2 separate regions of the Sus scrofa genome follow, and region 1 is linked to region 2. Evidence: chromatin contacts called from public Hi-C data. All regions are on one chromosome and are shown on one strand. Each heading gives the region's core, a stretch centred on a gene start, on an enhancer-like site or on the middle of the called end of the contact. The rest is flanking DNA. Distances are from core to core; before and after follow the strand shown.

Region 1 (5,189 bases), core at 73-2,572, 38 kb after region 2:
TCCTCCCTCCCCCACCACCCAGGCCCTTCCCCATTCTGTCCTTGGCCTCCAGCCCCTGGGGGCAACTGGGATGGGGTCCCTGGGTTTTTCCTACCCTTCCCCTTTCTGTTTGTTGTCGCTCCAGCTGGCTGTATTGCTTTTTAATATTGCACCGAAGGTTTTTTAAATAAAATTTTAAAAAAAAGAAAAGGAAAAGCCACTGAGTCCATTTTATGAGTCGAGTCATGAAGGGGTGGTGGAGAACTATAGCAGCCTCCTGGAGTCTAGGGTCAGGACAGAATTGTTTGAGGAGAGAGACAGGTAGTGAATGGGGCTGCCCACATAGCTATCATTGTAACTGCTCCAGGAGGGCAGGAATATTGGCTTATTCTGCCATCTCCCCATTCCCAGAACAGTGCGTGGGCACACAGTAGGTGCTGAAATATTTGTTAAATGACTAGCAGTAACTGGCTTCTCACCACAACCCCATTAGGCAAAGTGCATTAAAAGCTCACTATCCAGATAAGCAACTGGCACAGCAGGGACATGCAGGGTGGGATCTGACACCTGTCTGAGTTCTTTACCAGAGTCTAATTAATGTCTTTGGCTTCGTAACTATATATCTGACAATTTTGCATGTTATAAAGAATCCAGCCTACAACTGCTGGGGGCAAGGGTCTGTTCTGGTTCCATAAGTAGGGTCTCCAGGCTTCATGATCCTCTTCATAAAAACAGAAGGGACCAGGCCATCAGATGCAGTCATGGGATGGGAAAATTTTTCCAAGTGATGGTTTTTATTACTGTTAGGAACAGCTACTGCATCACATCACAAGTGCCTACCAAGTTCTAATGCAGTTTCTCAACTTTGTTAGTTTAAATAAATAAAAAATACAGACTCTGGGGCTTGAGAGTCAGCGAGTGGGGTGGGGAGGTCCTCGCTGTCTATACGGGTAACTGGCCCCTGGGCTTTGGACGCGCGGTAGAGATCCGTCCTCTCAAGGAAACCGCCTCGGACTGTTGAAGGCGCTGGCCTTCTGGCCGCCCCCTCGGGACACGGCTGCGCCAGCGGCGGCCCAAGTCGTCTCTCTCTCGGACGCATACTGCCAGATTCCGGGAGCGCGCGTTTGCACGGGCCCCGCGGGCGCGCAGCGCGGGCCGGAGCGGCGCGCCCCTCCTGCGTGTTGAAATTCAAATGAGGCGAACTCCCTCCTCGCGGCGCCGGCAGAGGGTCAAGGCACGGGTGAGTCGGAGAGGGACGCGCTCCCAGCCCAGGCGAGTCCGGGGTATCCTGGGCGGGGTCGAACCCGCGGCCAATGTGGGCAGAGGAGGCTTAAAGAGCTCCGGTCCCCGCCTCCCGCGGCACGATGGCTACCGAGCAGTGGTTCATGGGGCCGCTCCCCGCGGGCTCTGGGGAAACGCCACCTCCAGACGTCTTGGAATCTGGGGCACACCCCTGCGGAGACCCCTCGTGGTCGCCCTCCCCTGGCCGACCTGGGGACCCACCTGAGGTGGAGCCCGAAGACGTCCAGGGGCAGCTGCCCGAGGCCTCCACCTCTACGCCCTCCCCCGAGCCTCTGGCCCCAGGACCCAGGCCCGCCCCTCCTCGCCTACCCTTGGACACCATGTTCAGCCCCATCACCGAACAGTTCCGTTACCTGCTCAAGAAGGCAGATGATTTCCAGAGCTACTTGCTCTACAGGTGATGCTGGACAGGGTCCTAGGTTCTACCCATGGATAAAGGAGACAGAGGAGGGGGTCACAAGATAGGCAACATACAGGAGGTTTGCAAACTCAAAAGCGTTAGGAGCCAGTGGCAGTAAACGAAGCTTAGCTGGTTAAGAATCCAGTTTCGAAGAGTTATGATGGCTGTGTAAAAATTTGGGGTTAGGGAGTGCCTGCTATTCTGTGGACCCCAGGGGTTGTGAAATCCCTAGAACTTTCCAACCATTGGTTTAGGTTTTGAATTCTGGGCAGTCAAAACAAAATCTGTCTGAGCCAGATTTGGCCCGCTGGCTACCAGTTTGAGGCCCGGAAGGATGATAGGATTCCCAGATCAAAAGAAAGAGGACTGTGGTTCTCACAGTCTGATCGCCATTGGAATCCCCTGGGGGGTTGTTTAAACCCTAGATTTCTGGGCTTCACCCAGGGAATGTTGAGTCAAAGTCAATCCTGGGACTCAGGTGTCTGTATTTTTAACAAGTGTTTCAAATGTTTTTCATGCTGGTGGTCTTGGAAGACGCTCAGAGAAAAAAAGGCCTGGCACTGGCGAATCTCAACCTAGGGGTCCAGGCCAGGGATACAGGTGGGGAGGTGGGGTGAGGGACCTCTGGCAAAGGCCCCCTTCTCCCTTCAGCAGGGACCGAGTGCAGAAGGAACAGCTGGCAAAAGCCATGCCCACCTTCTTGCAGATGTGTGAGCCCTACTTCCTATACCTGGAGGCAGCAGCACGGAGTGTGCCCCCCATCTATGGAGCTCTGCAGGAACTGATTCGAAAGGGGGTGCGTGGAGCAGGTTTCTTAGATGCCTTGTCCCGCTCTTCATCCCTCAGGCCTGGGGAATGGGGAGGATGCTCCCAGCAGGCCAGCTAATCTCACTCTGCCTCCTCTTCTATGCAGCTGTTGGAGATCTCCCAACAGTTGACCCTGCGCCTGGAACAGCTGGTCCTCATGTATGCCTCATTTGGTTTTGTGGACCTGGAGGAGACTGACCCCCTAAGGTAAAGGGTAGGAGGTTGGGATTGGAGTCAGGGGTGGAGGAGTCCAGGGCGCACAGCCTCATTCCCCACTCTCCCATCTCCTGCCAGCATCTCCTGTTTCTTCTGTGGGAGATTCTCCATCAGTCCTTCCCACGAGGTATCCATCTTCAGATACTGTGCCCCTGCTGCCTACACTGCCAGCCGCTTCCCCCGATACCTCTATAAGAAGATGCGCTGGAACTTGGAAATCACCCCGGAGCCCAGCAGCCGGGGGCAAGATTCCCATGTGGACTAGTGAGTCCCCTTACCAGAATCAAAGTTCTCTCCTCTCCTCTATGTAGAATGCCAGTATGGGCCTCTAAACTGCACCCCCCCCCCAAAGCGTGGAAAGCCAAACAGGAAATCAGTGACCTTTGAAAGGTCATTCCCACCTTTAAATATATACATATATCCCTATCAAAATAAAAGTACTCATCGTAAAAGGAGGCTGACAGGGAGAAAAAGCCTCAATATCAGGTCATATCCCTACCTGAGAATATGAAGGCAATTTCTTTTTTTACTTTCTTTCTTTCTTTTTTTTTTTTTTTTTTTTTTTTTTTTTTGTCTCTTCAGGGCCACACCCACGGCATATGGAGATTCCTAGGCTAGGGGTTGAATCAGAGCTGTAGCCACAGCCACAGCAACACCAGATCCGGGCCCCATCTGCAACCTTCACCGAAGCTCAGGGCAACACCAGATCATTAACCTACTGAACAAAGCCAGGGATGGGACCTGCGTCCTCATGGATACTAGTCAGATTCGTTTCTTCTGAGCCATGACAGGAACTCCTGAAGGCAACTTCTGATGAGTTTCCACTTTACCTCTGAAATTAAAGCCCTCAAATAGAAGAAACTAGGAAACTGCTCATTTTTAACTGCTGTCGCTTTCCCTCCCAGCTACTTCCTCTGCTATCGAGATACATGGGAAGACACAGGCAAGAGTCCGGCCAGTTCATGCCCCCAGATTCAGAAGCTGTGGTCCATCGGCCGATGGGTGCCCCTAGGACCAGCTGAGGATGACCTTTATTCATGGTAGGAGCTACAACACACTGAGCGTGGGGTCTGGAGGGAGGGGCAGAACCCAACCAAAGACCATCTACTTCCCCCAACAGTGTCTCCTTTGGTAATAATGACAGCATTTATTGTGTCCCAAAAGGTGCTTTATGCAGACTAGTGAAACAACCCGCTAAGGTCTACACTACTAGCCCCATTTTACAAAGAAGGAAACAGGTGCTCAGAGAGGTTAAGTTACTACCCAAAGACACACAGCTAGCTGAGTAATTGGCCAGGTCAGGGCTAGAGTTGCTCAGCCTCCCAGAGCCATTACCCTCTAGGTTTCTCATCAACAAGGAAACCACTTTCCCCCAGGGTTTTTCCCACCCCCAGCTGAAACAAAGCCTCTTTCAGCCACAGCCTGTCATTCTAAGGGAGGGGCTCCCGAGTAGCAGGGGGCGCTCAAGTCCAGACCTGTCTGTCCCCGACCCCCAGGATATTGTGCCCGCAACCTCCTGGGGACTACCAGCAGCTGCTGACCATCGGCTTCGAGGAGCCGTCGCACATGCTGGCCACCGACCTGCTAGTGCAGATCCTCATGGGCCAGGCAGGCACGGCTCGGCCCCTGAGCGAGGCTGGGCCCGCGGCGTGGGCCCCGCAGGGGTCTTGAACCTGGACACAGGGTCGGAGCTGGGGCTTGACAGTTCCAAACTCCGGGAGAGGGGATAGGGGAGGGGCTCACTCGTTCTCCTAGTGCAGCTCGGCCTCGCCTTCCAAGGGGCCAGGTCGAGCTAGCCCGTCCGCACTGGGTCCGGCCCGGCCGCGGGGCCCCACATGTGGACACTCCAGTTTTGCGTTAAATAAAAGAAAGAGGTCACAGGCTCTGCGTCCGCTCCGAACGCCGCGCCCCTCCCCTCCCCTTGGGACGAGGAAGCCCCGCCCACCTCCGCAGCCTTCTGGGAAATGTAGTCTCTGGAAAACACCGCCGTAGTCCGCCGACTGGCGGACGGGAGTTCAGAGCATGCCCAGAGGTGCGCATGAAGCAAAAAGGGAAGCAGCAGCTCCTGTCAACAACCGGAACCCAGAAAACCGCAAGTTTCGGGTAGCTGGGAAATTCAACCCCCACTGTGGGAAGGGACGAAGGGCCACGCCCACTCTCTTGTTTTAACCCGGAAATTATTTCCCTATACCGAAAAAGACTATATTTCCCAACGTGCCCCAGGAAAGGGCCCGCGATCAGTTTCCTAAGGGCCGAGGTTAGATCTTTCTCTTCCAGCTTTTGAGTCATAGATTGGTCAGGTCGCTGTAACTCCTGGGGTATCCGGGGCGCGGGTGGGGTGGGAGAGACGTGAGGCACTTCAACTGGAGTCACTAAGCCCCGTCCCAATTTTGTTCTAGGTGGAGAGGTGAATTCACCTGTCCAGAGCTTCTTCGACCAAGTGGCAAAACTTGGACCTGAACTAGGTTCTTCTGATAGCAGCTGG
Region 2 (5,309 bases), core at 2,447-4,946:
CTGAGCTACATCTGTGACCCTACACCACAGCTCACGGCAACACCGGACCTGAGACCCAATGAGCAAGGCCAGGGATCAAACCCACATCCTCGTGGATACATGCTGGATTTGTTCCTGCTGTGCCACAAGGGGAACTACCTGGATTCATTCTTTTAGAAAAATTTACTGAGTACTTCCTACATGTGAAGCTCTGTGCCAAACTCTGGAAATACACTACTGAAAGGTCAGCGTGAGACAAGAGAGATCCCGTCCCTAACCAACTTTCAATCTACTGTGAGATGATAAGAGATAATAAGCACAGTTGAAACCAACATATGGGGAGTTCTTGTTGTAGCTCGGGGGGGGGGGGGGGCCAACCCAACTAGTGACTATGAGGACACAGGTTTGATCCTTGACCTCGCTCAGTGGGTTAAGGGTCTGGCATTGCTGTGAGCTGTGGTGTAGGCTGCAGACATGGCTCAGATCCATTCCTTGGTATGGCTGTGGTGTGGGCCAAGAGCTGCAACTCTGATTTGGCCCCTGGTCTGGGAACTAGTGCGGCTCAAAAAAAAAAAAAACACACACACACATACGTACAGATTCTGCTAAGTGCTCCTAAGATAATAAGGCAGGCTTTTGTAATAAATGAAGGTCTACTTTAGGGTGGTCAGAGAAGGCTTTTTTGGGAGGGACATTTGAGGTAAACCATAAATGATGAAAATGAGACAGCCATGCAGTTATCTCAAGGAAGCACATTCCAGACAGAAGGAACAGCAAGTGCAAAGCCCTGCAGCAGAAATAAGTTTGGTGCTGAATGACCAGGAAATAAAGCCAGCAAAGCCTGAGAGTGGTGACGAGAGAGACTGGCAGATGAGGCTTGAGAGGTCAGCTGAGGCCACTGGGCAGGGCCTCCTAAGCCAGACAAAAGATCTTAAGTTTCATTCTAAGTATGATAAGCCTTTGAAGGTTTTAAGCAGGGTAATGACATGATCTGGTTTACAACTGAAGATTATTCAGTCAGCTGTAGGGAGAAGGCATTATAGACAGGGCCATTTTCTTCAGTAGTACCAGAGACATAATGCTCGTGGATGATGAGCTTTTCAGGGGCTAAGAAAAGGCTGGGGCCAGGGATAAAGAGAAAAAAGCTCCACAATGCAAAAAGAAAACTACAAAGTTGTAATGAATAAATGTTTAATTAAACATCTAGAAAACATAACATCATAACAACTTCATTCATCAAATTTCATATTCATAAGCAACCAAATTACATTTGGAAATAATTTGAAAATTAGATTTTCTCAAGTCACAAAAGTTCCCAAGTATGCCCAAAGACTGCCAAGAAATCACAGCCAATAATAATGTGAATTTTCTTGCAGCTAAATTGTTTCAATGGGGAAAAAGTCCTTGCAATGAAAAAAAAATTTTTTTTTGTTTTAACTTAATGTGAGGTGTAGATACAAATAAATGTCTAGCATCATGAGGCCACAGAGGAGCATGGATAAGAAAAGCTTGGGCTTGAAACAGTACTGTTCAGACTTACATTCTCTTGAGTTTGAACACTGTTCAGAGGACCCTTGGAAAGGTTTCAACTCAGAGAAGACATTTGAGCAGAGATCTGAATAACAAGAAGGCACCAGCCATGCCAAGAGCTGAAAAAGAGGTGGGAGAGTCATGTCAGATTTTTATGGAACAAAAAGAGGGTCAGTTTGGCTGGACTCAAGTTGCGGCTGGGTGGGTAGTAAGAAACAAAGCATGAAGAGTCTTGAAGACAGTACTCTCACACTGAAAACAGAAAACCATTCACATACTAAGCAGAGAGGTGACTGATCCAATTTATTTCAGACCTGCTGCTGTCCAATAACACAGTGGCCACAGAGGATCATGAACATCTGAAATGTGTTTAGTGCCACTGTGAAAAGGAACATTTCATATCACCTAACTTTCATCAACTAACATTTCAATTTAAAACCGACATGAGGAGTTTCCGTCGTGGCGCAGTGGTTAACGAATCCGACTAGTGAACCATGAAGTTGCGGGTTCGGTCCCTGCCCTTGCTCAGTGGGTTAACGAACGATCCGGCATTGCCGTGAGCTGTGGTGTAGGTTGCAGACACGGCTCAGATCCTGCGTTGCTGTGGCTCTGGCGTAGGCCGGTGGCTACAGCTCCGATTAGACCCCTAGCCTGGGAACCTCCATATACCGCGGGAGTGGCCCAAGAAATAGCAAAAAAAAAAGACAAAAAAAAAAAATACAATTAAAAAAATAAATAAAACCGACATGAGATCTAACTCATGGGAAACTTTTAAGCTTGCTGGGAACAGCGTGGGCATATGAGTCTACAATACAGCTGTAAATTTTATGAAATCTAAGCTAATTTTCAGTGAAAATGTAGCGTCCAGATCACAGACGTGTTGTTAAGTAAAATAAAGGATTTCAACAGCTTCGTGCTGAGTAACAAAATGTAAGCTACCTGTGTTGTATTTTTTAATACTGAACATATGCTGAAAAGGTGTTTCAGCTAAATTTTAATATATTTAAGAGTATGTTAAAATTAACTTTTTAAACTTTTTTAAAAAACGTGGTTAACTTCAGAAAAGTGTAAAACTAGGTGCGCTGTCACAGGTGGAAGCAGGGAGTGAGTGCGGATGTCCCTACAGTCTTCCAGACAGGGGGCGACGGCGCTCCAGCCCCAGTGTGGGAGTAAAGTTTCTAGATGTATTATGCAGTCATAAATCCTGCCAGTAAATTTTCATGACCCTGTTCAACGCGCGGGGAAGGGTGGCCTCGAGAGGTAAGTGGAAGAGGCCGGACTCGAACTCTCATTTACAGCGTGTCTACCTGAAACCTCCCCAGAGGCTCTCGAAGGGGAAAAAGCCGGATTCGAACCAAGCCCGACTCCCGCGACCCAGGCCCCCGTGAGCCCCGTTACTGTCACACCGTCTCCCTTCAGGGATGGGTTAAACGTTCACAACGTTCACAACGGACTCCCGGGCCGCTGGGCCTGAAGGGCCAGGAGACCCATAGAGAAACTTCCGGCAACGCTCACCTGCTGAGACTCCAGAGCCGCAAACGCTCTTCCTTTCTCTTCTTACACCCCGCTCAACAGCGCCGGCAGTCGACTTCCGCTCCACTCCTACGAATCCCCCACCGAGTCTTATTTCCTCCCGCCCCCCAAGGTCAACTCAGCCAATAAACTCTCAGAGAATCGGCTTTATTCCCGCCCCACCCCTGCCTGCCAATCACCGCAGGTCAAGCACCGCCCTTCCCGCACTTTAAGAGGGGATTTGGCGAGCGCCGCGCGCCACCAATTGACGGTTGGCGGCGCTGCCCGCGGCTGGAAGCACCTCCCGGAAGGGCGGGGCTAAGTCCGGACAGCGCTAGTGCGGGGACCCTCGGGATTGGCCAAGAAGAGCCCTGCGTTTTGACCCCGCCCACCCCGCCCTTGACATTCGAGTCGGAGACTCTAGGGATTGGTTCCCGGCGGACTCCCAAAGAAGCCAAGAGACTGTCCCGCCTCCCTCCCGCATCCAGAAGAGGGAGCTCCACCGATTGGTCTCGGGAGTCTCGGCGCTTGCCTACCGACGCTCCAGGATTGGCTGGGGGGGCGCTCGCGCCGCCAGGGAGCGTTGACGGTGATTGGCTGGAGGGTGGGGCCGGCTATTTGAAGGAGGCGCGCGAAGAAGATTAGCTCTTCAGACCGCGATCGGAGGAGGCGCGAGCAGTTTTGGGTAACGCTGTTCTGCTGACCTGACAAGACCCAAACGTAGTCTTGGCCCCAGCTCTGGCTTCAGCCTCGGCCCGACGAGGCAATGGCTAAGGTGTCGGTGCTGAACGTGGCTGTTCTGGAGAATCCGAGCCCTTTCCACAGCCCCTTCCGGTTCGAGATCAGCTTCGAGTGCAATGAGGCCCTGACGGACGGTGAGACTGGGCCTGCGTGGAGCGACCCCCCTCCCCTGGGCCGCCCCGACCCTCCCCTTGGAGACAACCCTGTGAAACACCCCCTCTCCCCCAAATCTGATTTCCCGTAAACCAACACCCACCCCCAGCCTTAACCTCCCCTTTGGGAAACTACCCCTTCACCGTACCCCTATGGTTACTCGCGTTTTCCCCCGTGAAAACCTCATTATCCCCCTCTTTTTCCTGTAGCTCTCCTCTTGGGTACCCGTTTTCTAGGTAGAGACCGTCAGCCACCCTGACTTTCCTGTAGCAAGAGACTGCCCCTACCTACCTACTATTTAGGGGCAAGCCGCCATTCCAGCCATTCAGTCCTCCCCACCAAAAGGCTGTCCCCTGTGGTGAGGCACTCCCATCTCACTTTTTTCCTATGGAAACCCCAACCTCCAGCCCCCTCGAATTTCTCCTATGGAAATCCAAGCCCCCTCCCAATTTCCCTATGGAAACCTCAGCACCCTCCCATTTTCCTTATGGAAACCCCAGCTCCCGCCCCTTTCCTATATGGCAACTTCAGCCCCCTGTTCCATTTTCCCAATGAAGACCCTCTCCCCCTGTGACAAGACCTCACTCACCCCCATCTTCCCATCTGTCTTCCCATAATCTCCTCCCTGCTTGCTGATGCTCTACCTGGGGAAGCATGGCCAAACAAGCATAAGTTGGTTCTTACCATTTGCCTGCCAGATTCCTGCTGACTTACTGTAGCAATTCTCCCCCACTTTTGATGGTCTGACCTAATCTGGAGGGTGGGTATGCCAGGCTGAGCCATGAAGGTATCTGGCTTCAATCAGCTCAGAGGTCACAACCTTTTGTGCATCTTTTTCAAGGCGCTTTTATAGATGTACTTATTCATCTGTGTGACAAAGGTGGACATGACTCTCATCTCACAGATGAGAGCATGGGATCCACAAAGAGTAAAACACCTTTTTTGTACTTCTATAAAAATCAAAAAAAAATCTAAGGTCATTCAGAGAGTTTTGGCACCACTTTCGGGAGAAAGTACTCCATTAGACCTCTTCTCCACTTAGTGGTTAAGAGGCAGCGGCTAAGGAGGTGGAGATCTGTGAGGCCAGGGTGTGCTAACTAGCACCTCTCAGTGGTAGGTGTGTGCTTTGCATGCAAATTAGCCACTTGGTCTAGCCTGGAGTTGATAACCCTTTTGATATATGTGTGTGTGTGTGCTTAGACTGGGCCAATGGATCAATCTTCCCTGTTTCTCTCCTTTCTAAATTAAGGAATCTACTTGTGACTATAGTATAAGCCCAGTTAAATCCTTTCTGGAACAAGACAGTGTAAATAAATAAAGTGAAGAATCACCCTGTGGAATAAGATTTCATTTTAAAGCTAGGAGGAGATGTAAGGAGCTAATAGGTTAAGGGA

What was found. A called contact is a pair of places that touch in the nucleus more often than the background predicts.
Region 1: a contact with region 2 is called in a Hi-C map of liver, with 1.5 times the contacts expected there. The contact joins the promoter of C2H19orf67 here to the promoter of ASF1B in region 2. A contact is called at or near these places in 2 of 5 promoter capture datasets (fetal liver and liver), 14 of 47 Hi-C or Micro-C datasets (blood, epiblast stem cells, fetal heart ventricle and 7 more) and 2 of 2 datasets of contacts at active chromatin or transcription factors (alveolar macrophages and skeletal muscle).

Annotation. Positions count from the first base shown.
Region 1 is chr2:65,099,611-65,104,799 of Sscrofa11.1, forward strand. It overlaps C2H19orf67 (UPF0575 protein C19orf67 homolog), which reads left to right and starts at 1,323. Exons shown (of 6, transcript XM_005661237.3): 1 at 1,323-1,678; 2 at 2,333-2,477; 3 at 2,595-2,695; 4 at 2,783-2,968; 5 at 3,610-3,744; 6 at 4,201-4,387. The coding sequence starts at 1,344. The coding sequence ends at 4,375. SAMD1 (atherin) reads left to right here. Exons shown (of 6, transcript XM_003123364.5): 6 at 1-189. It overlaps LOC110259335 (a long non-coding RNA gene), which reads right to left and starts at 4,571. Exons shown (of 3, transcript XR_002341618.1): 1 at 4,286-4,571; 2 at 1,635-1,703; 3 at 1-1,153.
Region 2 is chr2:65,059,490-65,064,798 of Sscrofa11.1, forward strand. It overlaps ASF1B (anti-silencing function 1B histone chaperone), which reads left to right and starts at 3,697. Exons shown (of 4, transcript NM_001137625.1): 1 at 3,697-3,896. The coding sequence starts at 3,788.